Linked DNA regions of Mus musculus: region 2 is linked to region 1. Evidence: chromatin contacts called from public HiChIP or PLAC-seq data. All regions are on one chromosome and are shown on one strand. The core of a region is the stretch at or near the end of the contact, and the rest is flanking DNA. Distances in the headings are between cores, read along the strand shown. Region 1 overlaps Kif5a (kinesin family member 5A). Region 2 holds the start of Mars1 (methionine-tRNA synthetase 1).

Evidence for each region. HiChIP or PLAC-seq counts read pairs in DNA pulled down with a chosen protein or histone mark.
Region 2: a contact with region 1 is called in an H3K4me3 HiChIP or PLAC-seq map of the SCID.adh cell line, with 22 read pairs. The contact joins the promoter of Mars1 here to the enhancer-like site in region 1. A contact is called at or near these places in 19 of 39 promoter capture datasets (the 3T3-L1 cell line, the C10 cell line, the HPC-7 cell line and 11 more), 3 of 15 datasets of contacts at CTCF or cohesin (CD8 T cells and embryonic stem cells), 6 of 484 Hi-C or Micro-C datasets (embryonic stem cells, liver, morula and 1 more), 14 of 115 datasets of contacts at active chromatin or transcription factors (the 230-238 cell line, CD8 T cells, the HPC-7 cell line and 5 more) and 4 of 9 other capture datasets (adipose tissue, embryonic stem cells, liver and 1 more).

Annotation. Positions count from the first base shown.
Region 1 is chr10:127,228,879-127,232,762 of GRCm38.p6, forward strand. It overlaps Kif5a (kinesin family member 5A), which reads right to left. Exons shown (of 29, transcript NM_001039000.4): 24 at 2,414-2,630; 25 at 2,046-2,199; 26 at 1,691-1,758; 27 at 1,271-1,298; 28 at 867-978. The coding sequence ends at 900. Among named protein-coding and RNA genes, the nearest start is that of Pip4k2c, 19 kb to the left of the region's middle. Within about 2 kb of position 2,038, at least 41 of the 459 cell types and tissues checked have an H3K27ac peak or open chromatin away from gene starts, as enhancers often do. A contact at or near this core is called in CD8 T cells, the SCID.adh cell line, morula and 1 more, where this site is marked.
Region 2 is chr10:127,309,741-127,313,624 of GRCm38.p6, forward strand. Mars1 (methionine-tRNA synthetase 1) reads right to left here and starts at 2,046. Exons shown (of 21, transcript NM_001003913.2): 1 at 1,781-2,046; 2 at 704-794; 3 at 480-558; 4 at 264-398. The coding sequence starts at 1,889. It also overlaps the pseudogene Gm6283.

The sequences.
Region 1 (3,884 bases), core at 788-3,287:
CTGTTGTTTCTAGCTAGAGACACCGAGAGTCTTTGGCAGCATATGTCAATCCAGGAGTAGTGCAGACATCACCTTTACACGAGGTGGCTTAGACATCTCTGTGTATCTAAGGCTATTTTAAGGCTATTTTAGGGTAAAGGCACAAGGTAGTAGACCGATGGACAGCAGCCCTTGCCTTTAACAAAAATTTTAATGTATGACAGTGACCCCTAGTGGTAGAAATGAGTACTGTGATTACCACCAGCACCTAAGGGAAGGCTTGGGGCCATGGGAGGTCAGGGTTGGCTATGAATGAGATTTGGGCTTTTTAGCAAATGTTTCTGTTTGGTTTTGATACAGGGTCTCATGAATCCAGGACTCCTTTGAACTCATGATCTCCCTGCCTCTGCCTCGTGCAGCCATACAGGGCCAAGCAGGAGTTGGAAGATTTTGGCTCAGTCACTAAGTGCTTACTGAACAGACATGAGGACTATGTTTGGATCCCCAGTACCCCAGGGGACAGAAATGGGCAGATATGGGGGGTGGGGTGGGACAGAGGGAGGGTGGGGAGGTGACTGACCAGCCAGTCTACCCCAAAACAGCAAGCTCCAGGTTCTGTGAGAGACCTCAAAAAGTAAGATGGAAAGTGAGAGAGGAAGACACCCACACCAAGGCTGGCCTGTGGATGTGAGCGCGCACACACACACACACACAAATGAAGACACCCACACCTACTAACCTTGGCCTCCTGATGTGGGTACACTCATGCACACACAACACACACATACAGACACATACAAACATATACACATACACATGAACAGGAGAAGCAGCCATGGCCAGACAGGAGGAGGCTGGGGCTAGGGAGGGAAGTGGCCTGCAGCTACCTGAAAGTGCAGATATGTGGCCAGGGTTGGGAGTTAGCTGGCTGCTGTCTCTTGGTGGAGAGGGAAAAGCTTGGCCTGGTCCTCAGCCTCATAGCCACACGGCAGGTCACTCCTGGAGGAAGAAACAGCCTGTCAACAGCTCTGCCCCCACTGCGGCCAGCACTCTGACAGCGTGCCTGAGATACTGAAGGGCGGGTGAGGGCAGGAAGGATGCAGGCTTCCTAAGGAACCTCAGGCCTTGCCCAAGGTCGGAACGTTCCCTGAGGTACGGAGAAAGTACCCATGGGAGTGCCTGGATCTCCTGCCTCATTTCTTCCCTCCTCCCCAGAGCTCCAGGGAAGTCCTCTTAGAGAAGTGTTATTCGATTTTTTTGGGTCCCGCCCAGAGACCCCAAGTCTGAGTACCTGTTGTCGTTGATATCTGTGGCATTTCCTGAAGGGATGAGAACACAGGGTTAGAAAAAAGCTGGCGTGAGGAACAGTCTTCACAACCCCTCCCATCCTGAAGCCCATGCCTCTGAACTGGTAAACTGAGGCACTCTACCCTCACCACTCCAGAAAATAGTGGGTTTGGCTGGAGACCTAAGCAAGCCCTTAGGAGAAAGCTGGTCCACATGAATCGTACCCAACCCCGGTACAACCCCTCCCTCCCCAGCTGTACCAGGAATGGGATGCAGGGCAGAAACCACACTAGGCACAGGCTGTTCCACGAGCTCTCCCTGACAGTATCGTTTTGTTTGACCCTCCAGTGAGAGGAAGGTTCTGTTCGTGTCTGTTGTAAACACCTCTCATCTTCCCTGGGAATCCTGCGTCTTCATCACTTACCATTGTCCATGTTGGCCTTCTGGTAGGAAGCCAAGGGGGCAACAGATGTGGCTCCGCTGCTGGCAAAGCTGGAAGGAGCAGAATACAGATGCAGCCCACCATTCTGAGAGCCACTATGCCCACCTTCCTCCCGGTCACTCACCCTTTCTATGCCTGCAACAGAGGCCACCAATCATGGCGACAAGGAGAAAGCACCCACCTCCTAACCACGACCCAGAAGACCGCGAAAAGGGTTAGAAACCACGGGACTCAGGAAATGCATTTTTAAAGGAACCAAGAGCTGACACCACCCTAATGCCTTCAGAGGGCCCAGATGGCCTTGGGCTGGAACTGCGGCCACACCCACGTCACTCACTACATATCTGAAGTGGAGCTAGGCGCAGCCTGCAGGTGCAGGTTCTGGTAGTTCTGGAAGAGGTTGTTGGTGTAGCTGATACACTCGGGGCTCCGGGTGCCGTAGGGGTTGGTGGGTGAGGAGGCAGGATAGTGGCCAGGCCTCACAGGCTTAGCTACAGAACAGAAGAAACAACCGTGAGAAAGCTATCATCGGTTACCCGAGTCTACCTGGCCCCAAGGTCAACCCCAGCAAACCACAAACTGACAGCGTCATCCTCTGGTGGAAAGGCTGGGGACTAAAAGCAAGCGTTGAGTGGTCTGGCACTTAGGGACTGGCTGCGTTTGCCTCAGGTGGCGATGCGGTCTCACCAGCTGACATCCACTCACCGATCTGGGCAGAATGGCCCCGCTTGCCGGAGCTCTTGTACCGCACGGCTTCTTTGATGCGGTCCACCTCCTGCTGGTATCTACGCTTGTCCTTCATAGCGCCCTCCTTGGCCTCCTTCAGTGCACCCTCCAGGGCCTTAACTCTCTCAGCCGTAGCCCGAAGTCGTTTTTCCAATTTAGGAAGCTCACAACGCAGATCTGCATTGTCACGTACCAGCTGCGGAGTGAGCCGCACGGGAGAGCCCAGAAGAAAAGCCGGTGACCCAAAATAGTCACCCAGAGGAGCGTGGGGGTTGGGAGAAGAGAGAATAAAGGACAATCAAGGCCCTGTCAAGGGACCTCCTTGCTCTAGCAGTGTGTGGCTCTAGCCGGTTCTTCCATCTCCCTGTTTTCTTTTTTCCTTTTTTTTTTTTTTTTTTTTTTTTTTGGTTTTTCGAGACAGGATTTCTCTGTGTATCCCTGGCTGTCCCGAGCGCTGGGATTAAAGGTGTGTGCCACAATGCCCGGCATCTCCCTGTCTTCTAAGTGGCAAAACCTGCAGCTCTGCTATGGCCCTGTCCACGCGCCATCCATCTGGACACTCCCGTCCGTCCACTGTACGCCACAGCCCATGCCCGACCCACAGCTCCAGGGCCCCATGGGGATGAGATGGCTGAGTGAGCGTGCCAAGGCAGGACAGCAGGAGCACATGACAGAGGGTGGACACAGGCTGAGAAGGGCGCGGCAGGTGAGAGCCTGGCAAAGTAGAAGCTAGGCTCTGTAGAAGCCAGGCTCTGGGACCCATGCAGCCACACACACAGAGCCTCGCAGGAAGGAAAGGAAGTCCTGAGATTGCACAAACGTTTGTGCTCACTGCCTTTCCCCAGGGACCCCCTGGGCTGTCTTCCCCTACCCTGTTAAAATTATGCCAGAGTGTGATGGTAACCACTCCGCAGTGAAAAGGCCATTGGATCATTTTGCAGTGTCTATACATTGATGGACACTTGAAACTACTCAGGTGCAAGGCCTTGGGAGCTGGGAGGGAGGGAAGAAGGCAGGCAGGTCAGCACAGCAGAGAGCATGATGGGAAAGGGACAGAGCTAGAATCTTCTATGCAGCTTTAGTTGATTAGGGACATGGAATGTCTCTCCGCTCCTGGTTTAGCTTAACTGGTGGCAACTCTTATTTCCTTCACAGACTGCTTCTGCTAGGGAGGGACCTTGCTTACTCCTATCTGTCCTTTAGGGGAGCGGTTTTTGGAGTTTGGGACTTAGAGCAGAAGCAGAGGCTTTGAGGAAGGAAAAAGAATTAAGTAAGAAAAAGAAAGACAGGCAGACAGTGACATACTATGTAGCCCAGGCTGGCCTAGAACTCACGATATAGTCTCAGCTGCCTTCAAACTCTACCTTCTCGGGTACTGGGATTCCAGGCCTGTGCCACCATGCCTGGCCCCAGTTTGGTATGGATGGGGGTTGAACCTGAGGCTTTGTTT
Region 2 (3,884 bases), core at 796-3,295, 81 kb after region 1:
ATCCCAACACCTGGCATGCTTCTTGAGTTTTGGTCCAGCCTGATCTACAGAGTGAGTTCCAGGACAGCCAGGGCTACACAGAGAAACCCTGTCTCGAAAAACCCAAAAATAAAAACAAAAACGATAACAAAAATGAAGAATTAGTGGGTTTAAGTAATGTGTCAAGGTTACCACGCTAATAATTAGTTGTTGGGGTCTGAATACACTTTCCCCACAAAGTCCTGTATCATAAGCCTTCCAGACCCCACTTCAAGTCAACTCACCCCAGCCAGGAAAGGACAGTTTTGACGACTCAAGCTGTGATCAATGTGAGTCAGGACTCTCCGAAGTGGGCCAAGTATATCTTCCCCTTTCTTGCCTTGAACCACTAGACAGTGTAGGGCAGCAGACAGAACTGGCTAAAATGCAGGGGAAATGGGTCAGGATGTTCATACAGAGGAAGGACAGGCTGCCCTCACCTCCCTGATACACGGATTCACCTGCAGTTCTGTTGCCTCCCATTCCAGCCACTGGTTGGTGAGATCATCTTGTTCCCAGCCACATAACAGAAAAAAATATCTGCCCAGGGAGAGAAAGTAAGTTGAAGCATCTGTCTAGTTCATGGATGAACCCACAGTAGAACAGTATTTGCAAATAAGGTCACAGAAAGATTAGTGATTCACCCTGATTTGGGCACCTCCCCACACCAAGAACCAATACTGACCGGCAGATTGCACTAGCAGAGAAGAGGTAGTTGCCACTATCCAGCTGCAAGACAGGGACCTTAGGCCGGGTAAGGAATGGTACCACACACTCTGAGACAGAGGAAAATGGGTGAAAATCAGGGGTAAGAAAATAAATGAGGAGGCTGGAGAGATGGCTCGGCTGTTAAAGAGCACTGACTGCCCTTCCGAAGGTCCTGAGTTCAATTTCCAGCAACCACATGGTGGCTCACAACCACCCGTAATGAGATCTGACACCCTCCTCCAGTAAATCTGAAGATAGCTGCAGTGTACTTAGATATAAGGCGGGGCGCAGCCTGAGCAAGCGGGGTTGACCAGAGCAAGCGGGGTTGACAGGAGCCAGCAGAAGTCCTGAATTCAAATTCCCAGCAACCACATGATGGCTCACAACCATCAGTACAGCTACGGTGTACTCATATATACATTAAATAAATAAGTAAATCTTAAAAGAAATGATTTGACGTCACATTGTGTGCTGGAGGCCTGGGTTTTCAATCTACAGTTTCGAAGGTAAGAACACTAACCGGGGAGGGGTGGTGGTGGAATATGCTAGAGGGGCCAGCTAGTGTTCAGTTGAGACTGCCAACTGCAAACAAGAGGTAGAGTCTACAGAGAGGTATAGAATAGTGCTGCAGTCAAGCTGTCAGGGAGGATCTGACCAGACAACTCTTAGAAAGTCACCCAAAAAAGTTGTCTGGGAATACGCAATAAACTTCAAGGACTGAGTGTGCACATGTCTGTACTGAGGTCCTGGAAGGAGAAAGGGGCTTCCCCAAAACGACACGGGAGGTTGGAGGTGATCGCGAGAGTGACCGGGCTGAGAGGGAGTTGCCATGATAGGTGGGTCCTGGAAAACTAACCAGAGGGGAGACTTAAAACGAGGTTTGAAGAGTACAGTGAGGGTAACTAAGGGAACTAACTTCAGAAGGGTTACGGAAACAAAGGTTGGCGTGACTAAAGTTAACGTTGAGTCGATTGGGGAACGGGCACTGGAGCCTGGCAAACAACTGTGAGATGAACACCCCTCACCCGCCGCCCACCGGCAGCCACTCCAGTACCTTCGGGGCCTACGGTGCTGATGAGCAGCTCCGCCCGACCCCGGGCCCTCGCGGCCGCAGCCAGCACGGGCAGGCTCCCCGGGGAACCCTCGCTCACGAACAGTCTCATCGTGCCTCGGAGCCCACGCTGATGCAATCGGAACCGGCCTCCCGCTCCTGGGTTAAGCTGCAAGGCACGTCGGGAAATGGAGTTCTGTGTCGGCCGGACGCTCGCGGTAGGCTCCAGGAAAGCCGACTACTCATCCCATCACGCACCATTACGAAACAGGAAATGGTTACCAACGAGACCCGGAAGTTGACGGTGCGGGCTAGCGTGGCACTCTGGGTCGGCCGGCTCCGAGAGGGTCCTTTGAACTGTTGAAGTCGGCCGCTGTAAAGCGATCCGATGGAGACGACGCGATGGGTGGCATTTTCTGATTCCTTACTGGTCGTTGAAGTGGTATCGCACGCGCCGATTCAAGTTGTTAAGGATCGGAGTTTTTAATTGGTTTGTGTGCGGGTAGTCCGAGAGCGTGGCGATGCATTTAGCTACAAGATTAAAAATCAGTTGGGGAACTGTGAGCAAACTTTAGTGTCAACGTGGAAATTAATGTGGCTGTCCATCAGCCACAAAGGATGTGGCTCGCGAACCTTTATTACTTAGGAATTGGGAATGTAGTTTAGTTAGTAAGCGTTTGCTTAGCATGTGCAAACCGCTGGGTTCACCCCCGGTACACAACACTGTGTGGTGGTGTGTCCACTCCTGTAATCCCAGCGTTGAAGAGGTGGTGATAAAATTATCATAAATTCGACGTTATCCTCTATTGCAAGCCAGCCTAAGCTACTAGGGATCTGTCAGTAAATCAGTGAGGAAGCCTGGAAAGATGGCTCAGCGGAGAACACAGGCCAGGCTGTCCTTTTCCTGGACTCTCCTTTGACCCATTTGCATGGTTGACAGTTGTCTGTAACTTGAGTCCTAGGGGAATCATGCGCCCTCTTCTGGTCTTCATGATTACTGCATGCATGTGGTGCAGAGACCTCCCTGCACTCGAAACCCCTTACAAATAAAAGAAAAAGGAGTTGGGTGTGGTGGGACACTCCCTTAATTCCAGGACTCAGAAGGCGAAGGCAGTTGGATCTCTTTGAGTTCAAAGCTATCCTGGTCTTTATAAACCTAGTCTCAAAAAAAAAAAGTGTGTGGTTTTTGTTTTGTTTTATTTTGTTCTTAATTAAAAATAAGGGGTTTAGAGATAACTCTGGTTCGGGAGCACTTGATGCTCATCCAAGCACACACATGACAGGCAGATCACAACCTTCTGTAACACTAGTGCCTCTTCTGGCCTCCATAGACCTGCCCAAAAATAGTACACTCAACTTGCAGGCAAGACCTTGATACACATTAAAAAAAAACAAAAATAAACCAAGCAAGCCCTGACATAAAAGTGAAAATGCACTAGTCTTCCATTTACATATAGCTAGACAATCACAGCAAAGGGAGATGAGAGTTATGCTACAAAAGGTCAAATTGAGGGGGAAGTGAGAGATTTCGCAACAAAGCCAAATAAACACATGCAAAGGGATATCTTATCTTTAAAAAAAAAAAGTATGAGGCTCTTCTCATACAGTGCCAGCCTCGTCCTGTAGACAGGATGGTGAAGGTCGGTGTGAATGGATTTGGCCGTAATGGGTGCCTGGTTACCAGGGCTGCCTTCTGCTCTGCAGTTGGCAAAGTGGAGATTGCCATCAACAACCCATTTATGGACCTCAACTACATGGTCTACATATTCCAGTATGACTCTACTCATAGCAAGTTCAATGGCATGGTCAAGGCTGAGAAAGGGAAGCTTGTCATCAACGGGAAGCCCATCACTATCTTCTGGGAAGAGATCCCACTAACATCAAATGTGGTGATGCCGGTGCTGAGTATGTTGTGGGGTCTACTGGTGTCTTCACCACCATGGAGAAGGCTGGGGCCCACTTGAAGGGTGGGGCCAAAGGGTCATCATCTCTGCCCCTCTGCTGATGCCCCATGTTTGTGATGGGTGTGACCCACCAGAAATATGACAACTCACGCAAGATTGTCAGCAATGCATCCTGCACCACCAACTGCTTAGCCACCCTGGCC